2 separate regions of the Mus musculus genome follow, and region 2 is linked to region 1. Evidence: chromatin contacts called from public ChIA-PET data. All regions are on one chromosome and are shown on one strand. The core of a region is the stretch at or near the end of the contact, and the rest is flanking DNA. Distances in the headings are between cores, read along the strand shown. Region 1 has its middle 22 kb from the start of Vmn2r96. Region 2 overlaps Gm41538 (a long non-coding RNA gene).

Evidence for each region. ChIA-PET counts read pairs in DNA pulled down with a chosen protein or histone mark.
Region 2: an RNA polymerase II ChIA-PET map of memory CD8 T cells shows a contact between it and region 1, with 7 read pairs. The contact joins two enhancer-like sites. A contact is called at or near these places in 3 of 484 Hi-C or Micro-C datasets (CD4 T cells and the HPC-7 cell line) and 1 of 115 datasets of contacts at active chromatin or transcription factors (memory CD8 T cells).

Annotation. Positions count from the first base shown.
Region 1 is chr17:18,557,287-18,562,345 of GRCm38.p6, forward strand. No RefSeq gene overlaps it. Among named protein-coding and RNA genes, the nearest start is that of Vmn2r96, 22 kb to the right of the region's middle. Within about 2 kb of position 1,630, at least 78 of the 459 cell types and tissues checked have an H3K27ac peak or open chromatin away from gene starts, as enhancers often do. A contact at or near this core is called in memory CD8 T cells, where this site is marked.
Region 2 is chr17:18,954,938-18,960,062 of GRCm38.p6, forward strand. It overlaps Gm41538 (a long non-coding RNA gene), which reads right to left. Exons shown (of 3, transcript XR_876649.2): 2 at 1,410-1,509; 3 at 1-233. Among named protein-coding and RNA genes, the nearest start is that of Gm41538, 12 kb to the right of the region's middle. Within about 2 kb of position 2,579, at least 8 of the 459 cell types and tissues checked have an H3K27ac peak or open chromatin away from gene starts, as enhancers often do. A contact at or near this core is called in memory CD8 T cells, where this site is marked.

The DNA.
Region 1 (5,059 bases), core at 380-2,879:
TTTTAGGAGAGGGTCCATATGAGATACAGACAAATCAGACTGATTTTCCCATTACAGTGTACATGCAAATTGTGGCTGCGTGCAGTGCTTGGGGACTGTTGCCAGTTAAAAGAGATATTGGTAAAAGTTTAACTAGCATTTGGCAGAGTTCTGATGAGCCTTACCAAAACTTTGTGGACAGGCTTTTAATTTCAGCTAGTAGAATCCTTAGAAAGTCAGGCACGGGAAGGCTTTTTGTTATGCAATTGGCTTATGAGAATGCTAACGCAATGTGCTGAGCCACGATTCAACCGCATAAGGGACAGACAGATTTGGTGGGATATATCCGTCTTTCTGCAGACTTTGGGCCATCTTGTGCAATTTTGCAGGGGACCCATGTACAAGCAATGTTCTTGTGGAAATGAGAGAATAATGCATGTTTTAAATGTAGAAGTTTGGATCATTTTAAAAGTAATTGTCCTAAGAACAATGGTGCTGAGGATAGGCAAGCAGGCCATGCCCCAGGAATTTGTTCCTGGTGCAAGAAGGGCCACCACTGGGCCAGAGAGTGCAAGTCTAAGCCAGGCATTCTGAGCTGCCAGGTGCTGGGAAATGAGGGAAGGGGTCAGCCCCAGATCCTGACTTACTCAAAGAAAACAGCTTATGGGGCTATAAAACTGCTGCCTAGCCAAAAAGATCAGTTTTAAAGCTTATCAGGTCAAACCCAGGAAATACAAGACTGGACCTCCATCCCACTATCCACACAGTATTAACCCCAGAAAGGGGAGTCCAAACTCTGCCTACCAGAGTCTTTGGACCCCTACCCGTAGAAACTTGTGGCTTTCTTTTAGGACGAAGCAGTTCTATTGTAAAAGGCCTGCAGATTTATCCAGGTGTTATAAATAATAATTATGAGGGAGAAATTAAAATCATAGCTCCTTCCCCTCTGTGAGGAGCTGCCCTTGCAATCGCCATTACAAGATGGTGCTGACATCCGGTGTTCTAACTGGTAAACAAGTAGTCTGCGCATGTGCTGGGGTATTTTTCCATTCCTTGTACCCTGCCTGTCCCGTGGCGTCATCTGGGCTGATGGTGAGCAACCAGTCAGGGCAAGACACGTCTCCAACCGCTCTTCGTGGTCTATTTAAGGACCGAGTTTCCTGTGTTCTGGGTCTCCTCCCCAGAAGCTGATCATCTTTCTCTCGAGATCCATTAAGCTTTGCTGCAGAAGGATCCAAGTGTGTCCTGTGTGTGTGTCCTCGCCGGCGAGACTCCTTCTCACACAGGGACATCTGGTGCTGAAACCCGGGAACTACAACATCTCCGGCACTGAGGAGACCCCTGGAAACGGGGCAGATTCAGAACTGCAGTGGAAGGTAACTTCGGAGAGGCATGTCTGATCGTGAGCCTGTTGTTCCTTTTGACTTTGGTCTCAATCTAGAAGCACCGTGGGAAGGGTCGGTGGAAGTTTTGGTTTTGGTAACCCTGGTGCTTGTCTTCTTTCTCCTGGTGTCTTATTGTGTTCATCATGGTTGGTGTTAATTTTGAGGTGCGGTCAGTCCGACGTAGATAAGCGACGGCACCGTCAAGCTCAGTCAGTCTCTCGTACATAAGAGAGTGGAGCGTGGCATTTTACTTTCACTTCTGCTCCGGGAGCAGACTTCTGCTTTGAGAGCAGACTTCTGCTTCAGGAACAGACTTCTGCTTTTGGAGTGGAGTGTGGTTTTCTACTTTCACTTCTGCTTCAGTGTGCCTTAAGTCGGATGTAGATAAACTGCAGGCACAATGGGGTCATCACAGTCAGTTGTAAACACACTGCAAGTTGTCCTTAAGCAGAGAGATCTCAAGATTGCCACCCGCACTGTACAAAATTTTGTCAAAGAGATTGACCATGTTGCCCCATGGTATGCTTGTTCAGGTTCCCTGACCACAGCCTCGTGGAATAAACTAGGAAGAGACCTAGATAGAAAATTTGAGGAAGGAGACTTACGCCTAGGCACTAAGGCAATTTGGAAATTAATAAAGAATTGCTCAGAAGATGAGACCTGCCAACCTGCAGTAGTTGAGGGACAAGAGACGTTAGAGGAGGTTCAGGACAGCATGTCAGAAACCGAACGGAGCGAGAGATTAGGAGCTGGTAAAAAGAAAAAAGACACGTCTAAGGAAAAAGGACCTCCCCGGATGCTAGAAACGGGGGGGAGTGAAAAAAGGGGAAGGTGAAAACGTGCCCCCTACAGGTAAACTTAGTAATATTTATCCCACCCAAGATCTAGAAGCCCTAGAACTTGTTGCTCAGATCCTGATGATTTAGACCCTAGTGAAGAGGCAGAATTAGAAGAGGAAGCAGCAAGATATGAAGAGGCAAGGTATGGCCCTGATCACAGAGTACAGCAAAAGGTTAATAAAAGGGGGGGCATACAGCCATCACCCAAGCCCTCAGAGCCTCCACCATATGAATCAAGATATGGTGCTAGTTCCTTTCTGCCTCAGGAGGAATTAAAAGAGATTCAGATGGCTTTTCCAGTCTTCGATGCTGGAGACGGCGCAGGATGCATACATGCTTCTGTAGAATATCAACGAATTAAGGAACTTGCCGAATCTGTCCGTAATTATGGAGTCAATGCCAACTTCACCTTAGTACAGGTCGAGAGATTTGCCAATACAGCAATGACTCCAGCAGACTGGCAAATGACAGTTAAAGCCACTCTACCTAATATTGGACAATACATGGAATGGAAAGCCTTGTGGTATGAGGCTGCCCAGAATCAGGCAAGAATTAATGCTGTGGCAGAAGATGATAATCAGAGGCAATGAACTTTTGAATTATTAACAGGCCAAGGACAGTATGCTGCCAATCAGACTAATTATCATTGGGGAGCATATGCTCAGATATCAGCGGCTGCCATTAAGGCTTGGAAAGCTCTTACAAGAAAGGGAGAAGCTGGAGGCCACCTTACAAAGATTATCCAGGGCTCCTAGGAGCCGTTCTCAGACTTTGTAGCACGAATGACAGAGGCTGCAGGAAGGGTTTTTGGAGACCCTCAACAGGCTATGCCATTAATTGAACAGCTTGTTTATGAGCAGGCCACACAGGAAAGCAGGACTGCAAACACGCCAAGAAAAAACAAGGGATTGCAAGATTGGCTTAGGGTATGTAGAGAACTAGGATGTCCACTTACTAATGCAGGGCTGGCTGCAGCCATATTACAATCACAAAAGCGCCCCTCTATCAGCAAACAAAGAGCTTGTTTTAACTGTGGAAAGATAGGCCACCTAAAGAAAGACTGACCCTTCCCAGAGCAGGCCCGAGTGGCTACTCTTTGCTCTCGTTGTGGAAAGGGTTATCACAAAGCTAGTGAGTGCTGCTCAATTCGTAATATAAAGGGGAGGCTCCTGCCCCCAATCAATGAATCTGACAACCACCTAACAAAAAACGGGATTGTGGGCCCCTGATCCCAGGGCTCTCACAAATATGGGAGTCGATTTATCAAAAGCCAGAGCAACTCAGAGGAAATGAACCCAGAGGAGTCGCATCAGTGGACCTGCGTTCCACCACTGACTTCCTACTCATGCAACAAATGAATGTCTATCCTATTCCAGTTGAAGCCCCGGAACCCGTACCTTCAGGAACAGTGGGCCTGATAATAGGGCGAGGATTGCTGACTATGCAAGGACTTATAGTTTATCCTGGAATAGTAGATCATCACCATTTACAAGAAATTCAGGTCCTTTGCTCCTGCCCTCAAGTAATTTTCTCCATTACATCGGGAGATAGAATTGCACAAATGATCCTATTGCCCACAGGGAGAGAGGAGAGAACACAAAACATGGAAGCAATCGCATAGGCTCTTCTGGCCAAGATGCAGCATATCTAATTATGCCACTAAACAATAGACCCACGCTGCATTTAACAATCAATGGTAAAGACTTTCAGGGAATTATGAATACAGGGGCCAATAAGAGCATCATCTCCTCACATTGGTGGCCCTGGGCCTGGCCTGTAGATAAATCTTCCCACTCGCTACAGGGCCTGGGATATCAATCATGTCCTACAATCAGTTCTACACAATTGGAGTGGCAGACTCCGGAGGGACAGAGAGGCTTATTTACCCCTTATGTCCTTCCATGACCAGTCAATCTTTGGGGAGAGATGTTCTCTCAGAAAAGGGCCTGACCTTAAGAAATGAGTATTCTACACAAGCTGTTAAAATCATGAGTAAAATGGGTTACAAAAAAGGAAAGGGACTAGGGAAAAGAGAGCAGGGTAGACTTGAACGTATCCCTCAAGAAAGTAATAAAGGGAGACAAGGTTTGGGTTTTTTCTAGGGGCCATTGGGGGCTCTATGCCCATACCATGGCTTACATAGGAAGTTGTATGGGTTCCTCAATGGCCTCTCTCCTCTGAAAAAATAGAAGCAGCCACAAAACTGGTCTCTGAACAGCTACATTTGGGTCATTTAGAGCCCTCTACCTCACCCTGGAATACACCTATTTTCATAATTAAGAAAAAATCAGGAAAATGGAGGCTTCTTCATGATCTCAGAGCAATTAATGCCCAAATGAACCTTTTTGGCTCCATTCAACAGGGATTGCCCCCATTATCTGCCCTGCCCAGACATTGGAAAGTTGTTATTCTAGATATTAAAGATTGCTTTTTCTCTATACCTTTGTGTCCTCAAGATAGGCCACAGTTTGCCTTTACTGTTCAAGCCCTTAAACATATGGAGCCTGATAAGCGATTTCAGTGGAAGGTACTCCCTCAGGGCATGGCAAATACTCCTACTATGTGTCAACTTTTTATACAAGCAGCCCTGGAGCCTGTAAGACATCGGTTCCCCACCTTGCTTGTCATACATTATATGGATGACATTCTCCTTTCACACAAGGATATGACAATTTTGCAAGAATCTTACCCATTTTTGATACAGATATTGGCACAATGGGGATTACAAATAGCAGCAGAAAAGGTGCAAATTTTAGAAGTGGGCACATTTTTGGGGTCTATTATATCCCCCACTAGAATAACTCCTCAAAAACTAGAAATTCGCAGAGATCATTTACACACCTTAAATGATTTTCG
Region 2 (5,125 bases), core at 1,329-3,828, 400 kb after region 1:
AATACTTTTCTTGGGAACCTTCAGTCAGATGAGATTTTTGGAGTAAGGCAGCTTTCCTCTGTAGGTCTCAGTAGATGGTGCTGTCTCAGGTGGAGCTGTGGCAGCAGGCCTCGTTTAGAGATAGACCTGTATTAATTATAACAAAGAAGCAGAACACAAGCAGAGGATATCTCCATAGTGTGGATAGCAAAAACCATGCCTGTAATGGTTTGCTTAGGAGCACATCCCAGATCCTTGTGGATGGCGAAAGAAGAAAATGTAATGTTAGTTGTGTAACTGGAGTAGGCAGTTAACAGTTCTTCTGTAAAAGAAAACCAGCTATTAATTAAGCATTGGACAATTTTTGCACCTTAAGGGAAATTTTAAACAAGGTGTAAGAATTTTTGGACATATATGTTGAAAACTAGAGAGAAAAAGAGCATTTAGAAAAAGAAGCAAGATAATTTTTTGGTTAAAAGCACTATTCAGGTATTCCTGTCAGGGCTTATCTGGATGTTGGGAGAGGCATAATTCCCCCTGTTTTCTTTTTATTTTAACTGGAGAGTAAAGGGTTAAGTGGAAGGCTTTTAGCAGGGGTTCAGCCCAGCTGTGGCATGTCCCGCCCACTCAGCTGACTATCACTGCCTAGCTGGGCCTTATCTGGAGTAAGGAAGGCTACAGATGTCAGAAAGCCAACTCTCTTGTAGTTAAACCTGTAACAAAGAAAGGGAAGGGGACCTCACGACAGCCCTAGCCAGCAGAGATTAAAGCCAAGAACTAGAGGGGAGGGGTTATGTTAGACCTTGTGGGGAAACCCCCACCCAATTCCCGATTTGGCGTGCACCGAAAAATAATCACAAAGGACCATCTCTTGATGTAATTATATGAGGACGTTTAACGAAGGAGCTCCTGACTGACATGCATCCCATACAGGAGATAACAGATGTTGGCCATGAGGCTGGAAAGCTAGGGGTTTTTATGGGGTAAGGTGCTTAGGGGTGTGGAATTCAGCATAGCAACACACTATTGGCTTATTTAAACATTAACAGAAAGATTACATGTTAGCAAAAGGGCATCAAGACTTTGTTCCTGTGGGCTGGTGGCTTATCTTATTCACATAGCAACCAGTTTATGTATGACTTTACCTGGCGTCAAGGGGCAGTAGACAGAGGGGAGGTTCCGGCCAGGTGGTGTTGACCCAGACAAGATAGCCCTGCTTGAACAATCAAGCTGTTCTTAGGAATGTCTTAACAACAACCCTGTCTGTTCTACTTTGTTCTTGGTCCCAGGCCGCAGGCTCATAGACAACTCTTTTACATGAATCACAAGATACAAAATCTCGTTTTCTTTCAGTTACAGAGCTGGCCAAGAACACTTTGGAAAGAGAAAGAGAAAAGTAAAAGGCCAAGTTTTTGAACTGGATCACTCACTGTCTTGGGAAACTTGGAGATCTCCTGTAGGTCTCTGTGGGAAGCATTCTTCAGCTGAATCTATCTCATGCGGATGATGTAATAACCTCTCTGTCACCAGCTGTTGGGAACAAAATATTAAAAAGGGGGGTGGACCAGAGGCCCTGGCGAAGAAATGAAGGAAAAAGATGCACATGCCCCTCCAGAGTTTCCCTGTTCTCTGGACAGTCAGGCATGGGAGGGCTGCTATCTGCCCTATCCACTCATCCCTGGGTGGTCATTCCTCTATCACACTCTTCAGGGGGTGGTCAAGAGGCAGCCCTGCATGGGGACCCCCAAGGAACCACTTTGCTAAAGCCACCAGGATTGTGGGAGAGAAGGAAGAAGAAAAAAGTTCCCAACACTGACCAGAGTGTGCAGTGGAACATGAAGGAGCAGAGCAGAGACTCTATGGTTTTAGAGCTTTATTTTAGAAATGCAGGGGAAAGAGAGAAGGTAGAAAGGAGGAAGAGAGAGAGAGAGAGAGAGAGAAGAGAGGTGAGAGGACAAAGGAATAAGAGAATGAGGTGTGGGCTGAGCACTCCTTTTTTATGGTCTTCACTGTTGCTAGGTAACTGGGGAGGAGTTTAGCCTAAAGGACAGAAGCTTTGAACATTGCTTATGTGATACTGACCATGGTTCTCTTGTGGGGGCTGTGGGAGGTGGTCACTTTGTAAGGGGCTGGAGTTCCCGGAGCATGAAGGAACACCTACTGTGTCATTTAGGTGAATTATTACCATTGGGGGTTAGACATCAGTTGGACTGGAGACCAGCCGGCAATTCCCCACATATCCACTGGGAAAGTACCTAACTCTCACACAATTAATTATATATTTACTGACAGGAGTCTAGCATAACTGTCCTTTGAGAGGCTCAAAACAGCAACTGACACAGACATAGGCAGACATCTACAGTCAAAATATATATGGAGCTATGGAAGAACAGGAAGAAAGTCTGGGGTATCTAATTGGAAAGGATATCAACAGGAAGAAAAACAGAGTTAACTAATCTCTACCCTTGCATAACACAAAGACTGAATCACAAAATAAATAATATTCTGGGCGAGAAGTAGGCCTCTCTGTACATGTGTAACAAATGGAAAGCTTTGTCTCCATGTGTGCCCCAACAAATGAAGTGGGGGCTATTCCTAGAGCTATTGCCTGTCATTGGAATATGTTCTAAATGCTGGAATGACTTGTGTAGTCTCAGTGGCAGAGGGTGTACCCAGCTTCCCAGAGAATTATATTCCAGGGGGGTTGCATACCCAGGAAGGCCTCCACCATTTAGAGAAGAATGGTAGGGAGTATAGGGGGAAGGATTGTTGAGGGGGAAATAATAACATGTAGGGGAAAAGCCTGAAGTGCAAAATAAATAGCATATATTAAGGCAAGTACCCAACTAGCACACAAGATATATTTGTTCCAGTTACACAGCTCCATACCTCCCAATTGTTGGAGACCAACACTGAGCCATAATCCAAAGTTCCCCTCCCTTCTTGAGAAAATTCTGACCTTTTGAAATAAAAGCTGACAGAACATCAAGATCAGATAATAGTATCTGCAAACTTCCTGAGAAAAACCACAGAATGTTCCCTGAGCTAAGAGTAGATAGCATCTTATGCAGAAGCACCCCTGCCCTGGGCTGAGGCATGGGCAAGTTTTTCCCTCTTTACTTCCTGCTTCTTACCACTTATATTCTTTAACCTTGCTCACAATAAACATACCTTGACAATAATTGCTTGGTCTTGCTCCTTCTTTCTTGCCCATTTCTCTTTCAGGCATGGTCCCCCTCGTACCCCACTAATTACTGAGTCCTGTGGATGGGGACAAGTGGTGCCAAAAAATGGGGCCCAAGGTACAGACCCTAGCCAGATGGAGCCCATTTTCCTGAGAAGGTCACCTCTACAAGCTATGAAGTCGTTTTGAGGAATGCTCTCACCTCTCATGAGAGAAAATCTTCCTCGATGAGTTTACATTTCTCCATCCTATAAAATGGGCCAAAAACTTTCTAAAGCAGAATACTTCATTAAGGATATCAAAGAATCTCTCAGAGAAAGAAGAGATAGAGTTAAAAAGTATGATTTGACAAAAATTTTATCTTTGTCTCCCAAGTCTGTAAATGGTTCATAATAGATGGACCAGAGATTCATCCGCTTAAATGGGAAAAGGTAGGACGGGATCTTAATGAAATTTTAAATAAAGAAGGTCCAGATGTAGTGCCTACTCAGACATTTAGTTATTGGGGTTTTATTAGAGATGTCATTAAGTCATTTTGGATGAGGCAGGCAAGACTGTTTCATTGGCTGAGGATTTCCTTAACCAATTTCTCACTTGGCCTCTATGTCCTCTGTAAAGATTGCAGACCTGCAGTTGCCACAACCTTCCTCACCATGCCCCTCCGTTATTATTGATATGTCTTCCCCAGAGTACCCGGCTGCTCACCCCAAAAAGCCTGTCCAACACCTCTATCTTCAACTGTCCACCAATGCATCCAGTGATGAATATTACAAGAAACAAAGCTTACCTACCCCAATTTTAAGAAGCCTCACAAAAATAAGCTAAGTCCCTCTGAGGAGAGTGATTTGGAGGAAGAGGCTGCTGATATTGCAACCTTGATTGGCCACCCATTGTGAACACAGAGGCACATTCTAGACCCCTTCCTTACTCCTCCGCTCTTGAATTTTGTGCACCTGTGGTCTTTCCACTTTCTCCACAATGTGAATAAGTTTTACAGGCCAAAAAAAAAAAAAAAAAAAAAAAAACAGCTATCTAAACAAATTTCCGACCTTAAAGAGGTCCTAAATTTAGAAAAACAGTTTGCTGATCTCTCCATAGAGCTCTCTTCTCTTCAGGAGACTTTAAGAGAGACAGTTTCCCTAGTCCAATGATGGCTCCGGTCCATTTCCCTGCCATCTCTGGCGGCCATCAGGCTCGAGGGATGGCCAGCTCGCCTCATTCTCACCCTAACAAAGCCTCCCAAAAATCTCATTCTAATAAAACCTCCCAGAGAGTTAGTTCGAGAAAATCCTTGGCATTCCCTGTGTTAACCCGCCAGAGTGCCAACGAGGCTTCCTCCTCAGAAGAGGACCCCACTGCTGATGCAGAAAATAGCAAAGAGGATGAAAAAGCAAGTGATAGTGAAACTGAAAATGTGACAGCTGCCACAGCTCCCAAGGCCCCGCTGGGAGAGATGACTGAGTATAAAAGATTAAAGTTTAAGCCTCTTAAGGATCTCAATACTGAAGTCAAAACTAATGGTCCTATACACACTTTACTGTTTCCATGCTTGAAGCCCTCTCTGGAGGGGGAAACATCACTCCCACTGAGTGGTTTAGAGTTACCCAGGCAGTTTTTTCTCCTGGACAGTTTTTGTCTTGGAAATCTGATTTTCTAGATAGGTGCCAATCTCTCACAAGGCAGAACCAGAGAGATCCCAAAGCATCCGTGGCTGAGTGGACTCTTGATAAACTCAGAGGACAGGGGAAATATGTGTCTGAGAAGCACCAACTTAAATTCCCCACTGGACTCCTGTCACAGGTTAATGAGGCTCCCTTTGGGGCCTGGTGTGCCGTCCCTTCAAAGGGTTCTATGACTACCCAATTGACCAAAATTATTCAGGGAGCTCGGGAGCCTTACAATGAGTTTCTGGGGAGTTTCTTCTAGAAACTGCAGAAAAGATCCTGGGCCCTGAGGAAATTA